4 separate regions of the Mus musculus genome follow, and all the other regions are linked to region 4. Evidence: chromatin contacts called from public promoter capture Hi-C data. All regions are on one chromosome and are shown on one strand. Each heading gives the region's core, a stretch centred on a gene start, on an enhancer-like site or on the middle of the called end of the contact. The rest is flanking DNA. Distances are from core to core; before and after follow the strand shown.

What was found. Promoter capture Hi-C pulls out the DNA fragments that hold promoters and counts their contacts.
Region 1: a promoter capture Hi-C map of liver shows a contact between it and region 4, with 2.0 times the contacts expected there. The contact joins the enhancer-like site here to the promoter of Akap7 in region 4. A contact is called at or near these places in 10 of 39 promoter capture datasets (the 3T3-L1 cell line, 3T3-L1-derived adipocytes, the HPC-7 cell line and 6 more), 3 of 115 datasets of contacts at active chromatin or transcription factors (embryonic stem cells and large pre-B cells) and 1 of 9 other capture datasets (adipose tissue).
Region 2: a contact with region 4 is called in a promoter capture Hi-C map of liver, with 2.3 times the contacts expected there. The contact joins the promoter of Arg1 here to the promoter of Akap7 in region 4. A contact is called at or near these places in 5 of 39 promoter capture datasets (the 3T3-L1 cell line, hippocampal neurons, liver and 1 more), 2 of 115 datasets of contacts at active chromatin or transcription factors (bone marrow-derived macrophages and stem cell-derived neural progenitor cells) and 2 of 9 other capture datasets (adipose tissue and liver).
Region 3: a contact with region 4 is called in a promoter capture Hi-C map of stem cell-derived epiblast-like cells, with 3 times the contacts expected there. The contact joins the promoter of Enpp3 here to the promoter of Akap7 in region 4. A contact is called at or near these places in 8 of 39 promoter capture datasets (cranial neural crest, fetal liver, hematopoietic stem and progenitor cells and 4 more).

Annotation. Positions count from the first base shown.
Region 1 is chr10:24,950,419-24,953,317 of GRCm38.p6, forward strand. All of the region lies in intron 2 of Gm36228 (a long non-coding RNA gene), which reads right to left. Among named protein-coding and RNA genes, the nearest start is that of Gm36228, 8.1 kb to the right of the region's middle. Within about 2 kb of position 1,418, at least 12 of the 459 cell types and tissues checked have an H3K27ac peak or open chromatin away from gene starts, as enhancers often do. A contact at or near this core is called in liver, where this site is marked.
Region 2 is chr10:24,926,202-24,929,178 of GRCm38.p6, forward strand. It overlaps Arg1 (arginase, liver), which reads right to left and starts at 1,269. Exons shown (of 8, transcript NM_007482.3): 1 at 1,111-1,269. The coding sequence starts at 1,167. It overlaps Gm40616 (a long non-coding RNA gene), which reads left to right. Exons shown (of 4, transcript XR_001779741.2): 3 at 761-1,572.
Region 3 is chr10:24,834,696-24,837,612 of GRCm38.p6, forward strand. Enpp3 (ectonucleotide pyrophosphatase/phosphodiesterase 3) reads right to left here and starts at 1,500. Exons shown (of 25, transcript NM_134005.2): 1 at 1,321-1,500. The coding sequence starts at 1,398.
Region 4 is chr10:25,295,738-25,298,709 of GRCm38.p6, forward strand. It overlaps Akap7 (A kinase (PRKA) anchor protein 7), which reads right to left and starts at 1,342. Exons shown (of 8, transcript NM_001379238.1): 1 at 1,191-1,342. Gm40617 (predicted gene, 40617) reads left to right here and starts at 2,872. Exons shown (of 6, transcript NR_166644.1): 1 at 2,872-2,972.

The sequences.
Region 1 (2,899 bases), core at 168-2,667, 350 kb before region 4:
TCTCTCTCCCTCTTCCCCTTTTTACAGGAAATGGAAATGTCATTCCCTCTCTTGTCTCTCTCACATAGTTCATACAGAGATAAAACATGGGAAGAAACTGTGAAAACTGTTCAGTGCTGAACAAACACAAACTGGTATTGCTCTGTTAGCACTGTGCTCCTGTGTCCTGCATGTTAGTGCTGTGTGCTCCCGTGTCCTGCATGTTAGTGCTGTGTGCTCCCGTGTCCTGCATGTTAGTGCTGTGTGCTCCTGCCTCCTGTACTGCTGATGCTGTTTTTCAGTCCTGGCACTCAGCAATGCTCACTGAATGGAGCGCTAAGACTGTAACTCACCAGCGTTTCTCAGAGTTGGGCTTGTGGTCCACCTGTAACAAACTGCCTCATGTACCAGTTTAAAAGTCTTGCTATGCAATGACTCTTCTCTACCCAAGAAGACTTGATTCTGTGATTTCCCAAACTTCCCCAAAGGCTCTGGTGCAGGTGGAAATGGAGAATCACTGGATAGGGCTGGCATTGTAACTGCCCATCCTCATCCAGATCTTTAGTGAGAAGAGGTGCCGTTTCCTACTGGGCTAAAAGTCAAGCAAAGTGTAGTACAAGGAAGTGCAGTGCAAGGACTCGACTTGATCACATCACATGTTCCTTTGAGATTCATCTTTGAATGTCAGCTTTCCCAAACAGATGGCTCATTTCTTACCAATCAGTTCTCAAGAGACAATTCTACCTTCTCACTAAATCAGGGTTGTGTGTGTGTGGGTTTGTGTGTGTGTGAAAAATACTACCTGCCACAGTTGCTAACAGTCAAACTGAACCCGAGCTGTCCCTATGGAAGAGAGAAACTAGGCCAGCTCTTCCTGGGTGATGGAGACCATGAATAATGCATATAGAATGCACCTACTTCTCACGTGGGTCTTATTGTGATAATATTTCCAATTATGTTAAAGTATAAGAACTGTAGGGAAAAACAGAAGGGAGCATATCAAAATATTAATCATTGTGTGTTCAGCAACTTCTGTTTTCCCCAGTAGAGAAGGGTAGGTCCCCATCAAGGAACAATTAATAAAATATCCACTCCCAAGATCAGATAGTAAGACTCATTCACACAGAAAGTCCCTGCTTGGCCTGAAGCTGTGCTCATTTATATGAGTGTAGTATAAGCCTCAGCACTCCATCAATCATCACAAGTCTGTCATGAACTTGAGTGTGGGAAAAGACAAGGAGGCATGAACAAGCATGCTGGAATCTTTGACCCACTAGATGAAGTCAGAAACCCTGGCTGGCCCTAACGGTTATTAACTTCAGTTCTAGAATGTCATTTGCCAGGAACTTTGTTGGATCGGGCTATGGTTTACTGTCCTACACGGTGAAACTGCCCAGGGAAGTGCAAGGTGATTCTCTTGGGAAAGAAAAGCAAACAGATTTGGAACATCTAGTGCTGTTTGACTTTTCCACCTTTGACGCTGAGCGCAGAGGATCAGAGCCGAGAGGCATACGTGTTAGACCGTAACACTTCAGGAGTAGCCATTTGTGTAATATCTAGTATAAGGTGCCATGGGTGGCAGATTCCCTTCTCGTAGGGCAGGGAGTTCCTTGTGCTCTGCCTCCCCCAAGGCATCTAGATTTGCCCACAACACTGCTCTGCGTTGATGCTGACTGGGCAGTTATGACTGGTCTTTCCAGAAGCCTAACTGGGCACACACTTACTTTCAGTGCTGGTGAGGCTTGGACCTGACTTTTCACTATAGGGATGATGATGATAGCGAAGAGCGGAAGTGTCACAAAGCTCTGTCCATCCCGGAAGGGCCTAGTGAACCACGACAAATACGGTGGATCAGGAGATGTTGCCATCTCTCTTTAATCTCTTGACGATCCTCTCTGCTCTGGCCCTGGGCATACAGGTTACAAAGGTCTCTCCTGTCCTCCCACATGTCTAAAGGACAGTCCACCAGCACACTGGCTCCATCTCCTTTACAAGTGAGAGGAAAGCCCAAACCCCTTCCTATGGCATCCTCCAGGCTTCACAACCTCACTAGTCTGTGAGATTTGCTTTTAGCTTCTAATTATGAAACCAGCCAAGCAAATTTCTCAATTATCTAGCTTAGGGCACAGAGGTCTTGCTTTAAAGGCCGAAATGAGGGAGATTTATACTTTTAAATATCATTTTTAAGAGCACAACTCCTTTCTGCACAGCTCCTCTCTTGAGAGCAGTCCACTGCGTGGCCACCTTGGCAGCCAATCAAGGAAGACACGAGGAGCCTGGCTAAGGCCTGTGGGCAGAGGGCCAAAGCTCCTTCATGTTTTCAGCAGCCATCCTCATGCACGAAGCAAGTTACGGAACTCAAAACCCCTGGTGTATTTTTATCATTTTTCAGCAGAAGGGTGAGGATAAAGAAATGTGAAGGAAATACCAAGGGTGGGTCATAGTTAATTTATTACAAAGGAACCAAGGTCAGGAGTTTCATTCTTATCCTCACTCGCTAATTATAGTATTGTCGAGTCATTACCTTTTCAAAAGAACATTTAGGTCGCTTGGGCATATATCCAGAAGATGTCCCAACCAGTAAGAAGGACACATGCTCCACTATGTTCATAGCAGCCTTGTTTATAATAGCCAGAAGCTGGAAAGAACCCAGATGCCCCTCAACAGAGGAATGGATACAGAAAATGTGGTACATTTACACAATGGAATACTACTCAGCTATTAAAAAAATGAATTTATGAAATTCCTAGGCAAATGGTTGGACCTGGAGGGTATCATCCTGAGTGAAGTAACCCAATCACAAAGGAACTCGCACAATATGTACTCACTGATAAGTGGATATTAGCCCAGAAACTTAGGATACCCAAGATATAAGATACAACTTGCCAAACGCATGAAATTCAAGAAGAACGAAGACCAA
Region 2 (2,977 bases), core at 19-2,518, 370 kb before region 4:
GCCATATTGTGGTTTTAAAGGCATCATGAATCAACAAAATACCCCCATATTCTAGTGTTCTGGGAGAGCTCTGTGGAGATTTTTCCATAGAAGGTGAAATGCTATTACTGATACCAAATACAGTCTGGGTCTCCAACCTTCCACAATTTGTATAGTGAAGAGGGTGTGTGTGTGGGGGGGGGCGGGGGGCAGATTATATCTTTAGGTTCCACAGTTTAAAAGGCTAAAGGCTGCCTGAGTCTAAAAGCCAAGAGAAAGACCCCACGTAAAACAAAAGGACCCAGGAGTCACACACCACCTTGCTTGGCTTGGATTCCCCCCGTCCTTTTTAAACACAGAGAGTTGGAGCCTAAGGCATCCTGCTATCTCATTCTAATTAGCAGCCTGAGCGTATCCACGCAGACGGGGAATGAGGAGCGCATTTAGGCAGTGCTGACATGCGTGAGTCACTTAGGCGGGCTAGGCAGAGATTTATGGATCCATTAGTCGTGCAGACCTGATGTATTGTTTTATTTGTTCTCCTTAAAGAGAGATGTAAACCCCCCACCTCCCCCCCCATCTCCCCCCCCCAACTAATACTCAAAATCATTAAGCTCAAAATACCATGAATTCTTCGCAAACTTGCAAAAGCTCTATTATTTAAGTTATCCAAATTAAAACAAGCCTAAAGGCTACCTACCACCACCCATTACATTTTTCTAAGCATGAATTACGTAACCAGACTAATGTGTTTTCTTACAATCTCTCACTCCATACTCAGAAAACATCAAAAGCACCAAGAGCCACCGTAACTATGAGAGAAACTGCAGCCCAGACACAGGTGATCTACATCCAGAGGGTTTTTCTTCAAGCTTTGTAGTGACTCTTTGTCTTGAAATGGACTTTGGCAGGATCCAAAAGTCGGCAAGCATACTATGCCACACAGTGGTGAAGAGACTTGAGCTCTAGCACCTGGAGCCCAGATGGTGCTGGGAAGCTTGTAGCCCCAAGGCAACGCCTGTTAAGTGTTAAGAATGTAACATTTCCAGCTTGCAGCTAGACCACGATGCCTGGCAAGTGTTAAAATGTAACACTTCCCAATAAATTCCAGTCATTCAAAGCCAAACTCACCTGTCCTTTTGAGAAAGGCGCTCCGATAATCTCTAAGGACTTTGGCTTGGAGCTCATGCTCTCTCTGGGTTCCAGCGGCTGCTGCTGCTGCATGTGCTCGGGCTGTCCAGCTCCTCTCCACCGGCCGTAACCCTAAAAGACAGAGGGCACATCTTTTTCCCCCCTTATAATCAGGTTGGATCTGTTTATCCAACAACTGGCTCCGCCCACCGAATGGAAGAATGACAGAGTCAACAGAACCTCCCCATCAGAGGAACTACCATTCTTCCCTCTGAGCATTATTCATCCGTCCAGTTCACACCCTTTTGAAAAAGCCAGCTGGATGACATTAATCTCTCCTCAGACAATTGACAATTATGTGTGATTTCATAACCTCATGTGAAGTGCTAGGCTTCCGGCCTGGGCACCTCAGGGCAGGGTGCTCACCTTTTCCAGGATTTAAGTCCACTGGGGACTTGCAAGGTGAGGCTAAAACAGCAAGTGGGGGGGGGGGGTGAGGGGGTGGGGGGGGTGTCTCTTACTTCCCTCCTGTTGAGCATCCTGAGTCAAGGCTTCAAGTTCTGGGGAAAGTGAGACACATTTCATGTGTCACCAGGTTACACTGTCTAGGAAAGCATGGGGCTGGTTTTTGTTTTATATTGTTGTTGTTGTTATTATTATTATTATTTACAGGAAGGCATCATTTATTTCCCTGACAACCCAAAGCAGTTCTATTTTTGAAATACAGTCTCCAGGAAAATCTCATTTTTGGAATCATGATATCCCAAGATAGGGAAAGCAAACTAGCTAATATGAGTTGTCTTTGTCGTGTGCCAAGTGCTATTCTAGTTAATGTTCTTTCGCTTCCTGTTTCCTCTTTAAACTAACTTCAGACTGAGAATCATTCTTATGCTGTTTTGCCCAGGAAGAGACTGCAGCTTGGTGAGGTTGCTAGTCACATACAGGTTGCAGAAGAATCGAAACGGAGCAATGGGCATTCTGCACCCGCCGAGCTGCCGCGATTCTAATCTACACACCAGCAGAGTGTCAGCAGGGCCCCCTGAGATCTAGGGCAGATGAGAGAGGCCAGCCGGTAACACCAAGCCCGATGACCCGAGTTTGACCCGAAGAACCCATTTGGTGCAAGGAAAGAGTCAACTCCTCCAAGTTGATCTCTGACCTCCACGTGGGTGATGTGGTCCGGTCCCTGTGTAAAGCCACCCCCAACACTAAAGAAATATTTTTAAAAGTATTAATTTAGAAGAAACACAACCAAGTATTCTCCCAGTTACAAAGTTACATGATTATAATTTTAAAAAGAAAACCCACATGTCAGAAGTAAATTTCTTTAACCTTGTGAGGACAAAAAGCACCCAGAATTTTAATACCTCAAGAAAGATTCTGTTCCCTCTACCATCAGTACATAGAATCGTTCAGTACAAAATAAACATTGACTTATTGATTGAATAAATGTATTGCATTTATTGAATGAATAAATCAAGAAGCCAAAGTCCCTCAGGACCATTTTGATACCTCCTTTTCAAATATATTTTTCATCTTACTATGTTTTTCTGATATACGGTTATAGATTTTTTTAAAAAATTGATTTATGTAAGATAGAATTTTCCTATATATTTGAAGCTAGCTAGGAATTTAAGTTTTACCTGCTCCCAGATCCCAAATGTGCACCTCTACATTTTTGTTTGCTTTTTGGAGACATGTTTTCTTTGTGTGGCTCTGGCTACCCTAGAACTAGCCCTATAGACCAGGCTAACCTTGAACTCACAGATAGCAATCTGTCACTGCCTCCTGAGTGCTGGGATTAAAGGTGTGTGATACCACCACCTGTCAATACCTCTACATTTTCTTCTATTTAATTTAAACTTTC
Region 3 (2,917 bases), core at 250-2,749, 460 kb before region 4:
TGTTTACATTATAAACACAAGGACCCAGATCATCAGGGTGGGGCCTGTCCATTTGCACAGCTGCAGAAGGCCCAGGAGCATCCTCAAGGCTCCAGGGCCAGCATAATTATGCTAATCCACAAGCCCCAGGCCCCATTGAAACCCAGTGTCTCTAGAGAAAGAGTAGGAAGTGTCCTGGGGAAAGAAACCTGAGCCTGTGTGCCTGCCCACAGGTGCCTCAGGAAGAAAAAGAAAAGAACAATCTAAAAATACATTTAGGACCCAGATTTAGCTCCCAAGGGGTTTGATTCCTTGAGTGACAAACTAAGACAAAGGTAAGGGCAAGAAAGCCGCAAGGAGGGCTGTGTAAGTCCTGGAAAGATAAACTCTGAGGAGCTACTGAGGATTTGTTGTCCTCACGGGTCATAGCTACAAACTGCTTGACCTTTCTTGGGAAACAGAAAGGAGAGCTGACATATGTTAGCCCGAGGAATCTGAGAGCAGCTGCAGCCAGCCAGATGTGAAAAAAAATACTGCATTTGGTTTTGGCTGGAGGTGCTGGGTGAGTAGTCAGGCAGGAGACATCCAAAAAGAAGTCGGAGATGATGGTGGCTTGGGTTGGGGGAAGGTATCATTTAACATCTCAGGGGAACACACAGATTGCCTAAAGAAAAGATCACTGGGTAAGAAGGATGTAGAGTGAGGTCTTGAGTAACATTCAATGAAGATAAAGATAAGTCCGTCAAAAAGCAAGTATGTCTTGGAAACGAGCGTTTCAAGATTATCCAGGAAGCAGGGGGAGAGAACGTTTTAAAAAAGAAAGAAAAAGATAAAACCCTCAACAACATTCATGTATTGTTAGGGACATTCAGATAGGAAACAGGGGAGGGGGGTGGATTAGTCTCTAAAGGAGCACTTAATTCATATGGGGGGGGGGAACAGAGCAAAGTGAGGAAGGAAGCAAAAGAAGTAATCTCCACATGGTAAATAAACAGAATGAAATGTTGATAAAGATCAACAGATCCTTAAGACGTATGTGTCAAGTGATTTCAGTTGCTAAATTCTTGCTCGTACAGTATTCGTACCAGTCAAAAATTGCTTGCGCTCTAATTATAAACACGTGGAAAACAAAATCAGTCCAGCACGGTCTCAGATTTCTGTCAGAAATGCTGGACACAATAACTTAGCATTCTAACCTAAATTGCAACACAAACAAACCTAATGCTGGACACAATTACTTCACATTCTGACTTAATAGCGACACAAGCAAGCCTAAGTGGGAAGGCAGGCACTTCAATCTGCCACCAAGCTTGTAAGACTAAAATGAACAGTTTTGCTTACCACACAAAGGATCTTGTATTTCTTGAGACTGTCTTTCTTAATGGGCTCCTCTGTGGCTAATGCTAGCCTGGAATCCATTGTTCCCGTAGCTGTGTAAACCTGTCTAGCCAGAAAATAAGGCTCTTTCTTCCCTCTGGGGAGGGAAAAAGGAACTGTCCTGCCTGCCCCAGCTGTGACTGACTTTTAAATCCGGGAGAAAAGCAGAGCTCTGTAGCGATTGGTCAATTGAAGAGGGAAAAGCCTTGTTAACAAACAGCGTTGCCCACAGAATAAAGTCCATTTCTCTCTCGGACATTGTGGACAGCAGTTCTTTACAGCTTTAGAAGTAATAATGCATACTAATCGGGATATGTAGATAGCAAGAATAGAATATTAATCACACTTATAAAAAGCTACTCATTTGTTTTGTTTTTGTCTGTGGAAAGAACTTGTGTCACTTCTTATCTCCTAAGCACCAGGATTACATCATGTGTCCCCCAATTTACAAATTGCTGGGAACTGAATCCATGGCTTCATACCAGCTGAGCTCCACCCCAGCTCGGTTGCTTTCTGGGTTTTGTTTCTGTTTGTGTGTTTGGCAGTATCATATACCATGTTAGTCAGAGTGGTTTTCCAAGCCCTCCTATCTCAATCTTCCAAAGGCTGACAAGAAGCCCTGTACAGGGAGTTTGTACATCCATATAGATGTCATGCTGCAGTTGCAAGCTAGTACATTTATTAAAGGACTGGAGGACTGGAGAGACAGCTCAGCAGTCATGAGCTCTTGCTTGCTTCTGCAGAGAAAGTTCAGATCTCAGCACCTCTGTCAGGCTGCTCAGCAGTTCCAGCTCCGGGGACCCGATTTCCTCCTCTGTCCTCCAAGGCCCCCTGCACTCATACACACACACACACCCCGCCCCCAACATACACACACACACACAATATACATTAAGTAATTAAAACAAAATAAAATGTGTTTGATTATAATAGAAATTCTGAAACTACTATAAAGATTTTTTTAATTATGAGAGGAGTGTATCTTACATTTTAGAATGTCTACAGTTTAAGAATTATTTTAAAGCAAACGACAAAATAGTATGTGTGGTGGTTTGATAGGAAGGGCTCCCATAAGCTTATATATTTGAGTGCTTAGTCACCAGAGAGTGGCGCTATTTCTAGGAATCAGATGGATTAAGAGGTGTAGTCTTGTTGGAAAAAGTGTGTCCCTTGAGGGTGGGATTTGAAGTTTCAAAAGTCCACTGTCTCCTCCCCCTCTTCCCCCACCCCCCTCTCTCTCAGTCTCAGTAGATAGATGGAGAAATAAATAGATAGATAGGTAGGTAGATAGATAGATAGATAGATAGATAGATAGATAGATAGATAGATAGATAGATAGAGGGATGGATAGATATATTCCTACCTATGGATCAGGATGCAAAACTCTCCAAAGCTACTTCTCCAGTACTGTCCAGTACTGTCTTCTCCAGTACTGTGCTCCCAGGCAAGATGATAATAGACTAACCTTCAAAAATATACCTAAGTCCACACTTACATGTTTTCTCTGATAAAAGTTGCCTTGGTCATAGTGTCTCTTCACATTGATAGACTAAGATACTAT
Region 4 (2,972 bases), core at 92-2,591:
CACCTTCATTGGGCAAGACTCTCTTCTGGTTCCCCAGCACTGTAAACAGCTATGGAATGGGCCTGTCATTCATTACGGTCTATCTACTTCGACTAGCTACGTAAAACAGCAGAGTAGGTCTCCAGAAATGTTTAAACTTCATGCCAACCAGGCCACTTACCCAGTGTGCTTCCATTTGCGCCTCATGAAGAGGGAGCAATCCAAATTATTAAGGAGAAATTGACAAATCGACACTACATGAATGGAAGGACCCAGTAAACTGGACAAGTGCCATAAGCTTTGTCACTATAGGGAAACGATGCGCTAACAGCATCCCAAACTGCAAAGCCACACGGTGTAAAAAGGTGAGAAGAGTCCTCTCTTTCCAACTATTACCCTATTCCCTTCTGCCTATTACCCACACTCCTGTAACCTTATAAAAACATCTCAAGCAGGGACACTCTGGGCATCTCCTCACGTGATACGAGTAATTGCATTCACATGAAATTTATAAACGCATGTACATTATTCACCTGATTTATATTTACATACATATAAAGTATTTACATAGCATGCTTGGACTGCCTATTTTAATATTCTTACGCTTTGTATACATGTAGGTGTTCTTGTAGAACACCTTTTTCCCCTTACTTCCCAGTCCCTTTCCCTCCGAGTCCAACCTCTAATTCCTACCCAGGTTCAGCATACAACGAAAGTTGACCCAAGCTGAAGTACATCCTGGGCGCCAGCAGATTGGCGCCCGTTTTAAAGTGTGCCTTGCCAAGCCTCGAGTAAAACCCTAAATGAGACAAGACAGTGTTCAGAGGCTTCTATTTGCCATTTTAAAAAATAATTAGGTAAATAAAACGGAGTTTTTTTTTTCCCCCCTTGATTTTGTTAACCTCCCCAACACAGTAGGAAAGGATGTGCTGCAAAACTCTGGGTCATGGGTCACAAGATAGGAAGAGGTAAGAGAAACAACAACTTGTGTGTACACCCCTTTCGGTTCGAGGAGTGGAGTGGTGCACGGAGACCCACGGATGCAACCAAACTGCCCGGACTACCGGGCTGGACCGGGATGCCCAGGGTGTAGGGGGAGGGTCGATCGCGAGGGGCGTGGGGCTGCGGGCGGCCTGGGAGGCGGAGCGGGGCGGGCGAGCACGCCCCACGGCAGAGGCCGCCCCGGGGCGCGCAGGGCGGAGCGCTCTCACCCACGGCGGGGCGCTCCATGGTCGCGGCGCAGAGACGGAGGCGCGGGCCCGGGGCGCGCGGGACGGCGGGGGCGCGGGCCGCGGCGGCCAGGCCTGCGGAGGCGCAACGCCCCGCGAGTCGCAGCATCCCCGGCACCCGCCGCTTCAGGAGGAGCCGGAAGGGGCCGGCCCGGCGAGGCGTGGATACCCGGATCGGGGCGGTCCCCGGGGCCGTGCTGGGCTCGGGCTCCGACCTCTGGCCGCCCTCGGTTATTTCCTGCGGCGCGGCCCTTCCCGTCCCACGCTCGGAGGGGCGAGCCAGGGATCCAGAGAGCATTCCTTGGCCCGCTGTCCCTTGAGAACCCGTGTGTTTGCTTTAGCGTGGAGCTTTGGAAACACAGATCTGATTGCAAAATAGGCGGGCTGAGCAAAATGTACAATACAATAGCGAGACCTTGAACGTCGCTATAATGAGATGCTTTTATTTACTTGCCATTACCCCCCCCCCAAAAGTAGCATTTTCAACAGCAGTTTAAGAGCTAAAAGTTGGAATTGTTAAATGAAATCATCTACAAATTTTTTGCAGGCAAGGCTCCTCAGTATCTGAATAAAATAAGAGAAAACTATTTTTTTTAATAGTTAAAATATGAATATGTCTTGTAGAAAAGAATGCTACTGTTTTTTTCCGGGCTGGGGGCAAATGGTGGTATTACTGCTGGTTTGTTGGGGAATGTAATTTTAATTTAAGAAAATATGGTGGTGTGTCTCTTCTCCACAGCTGTAGCCCTTAAAGCTGGTAGGGAACTTTGAAGAATTCCCTGCTTAGCCCCTTTTTGTGGATCTTCACGGAAAACGGTCTTTTTAAAGGAGCAGGCTATCTAATCACAGAGAAAGAACGAAAAATAAGTAAGGGAGCTTGCGGCAAGAGGATCCTCAAAGGCCAGCCGATGCTAGCTGGACTGGACAGGGTACAGATAAGACGTTTAAGCATAAGGATTACTTTACGCAGTAGACAGAGAAACAACTCTTTGCCCTCCCTTTTCCTGCTGGAAGTAGACTATACATTTCTCTTTGTAAGGATTACTCCCCACTCTGTTTTAAAGGTGTATTTATGTAACTGGGGAGTAGGAGCAGTGCACTGACACAGCAAGGTTGACAGCCAGTTTGCAAAGAGTAGAGCACTACCCCCACTCCCCCCTCCTCGGGCTTCACAAAGGACGCTACAGACCTGGGAGACGTGGGTTCTGCACCTCATGTGTGGTCTGATGCTTGGGGGCGAGGTGTCTTCCTTCAGCTCAAGAGCCCACTCCTGGATTTCCCTCCTTTTAAAAACAAAACAAAACCAAAGCGCTGTGTTTCTATTTTAACCACACATCTGTGGTGTAATCCTTAGCCTTGGGATATAACTTCAGTGGAGGAACCAGAACACCAACCCAGCCCCCAAACCTTTCACCTACAATCTACCCTGTCTGAAATAATGTGCTGGGGCAAAGGAGGCAAAGATCTTGGGAGAGTGGCCAACCAGTGACTGCTCTAGTCTGAAGCTCACGCCACAAAAGGAAGCCCATGCTTGATACTACAGCATGACCAGGAACCAGAGGCTGGACAGCCCAGAGACCTTTGATAAGAAAAAGAAAATCGCAAATGGTTCCTAATGATATTCCGCTGTACTCATAGATCAGTGCCTAGCCCAATCGTCATCAGAGAGGCTGCCTTTGGCAGCTGATGGGAGCTGATGCAGAGACCCACACCAAACTTGAGCTGAAAGCTCTCTACTTGGAAGTCTCCTTCCAGTCTCTCCCC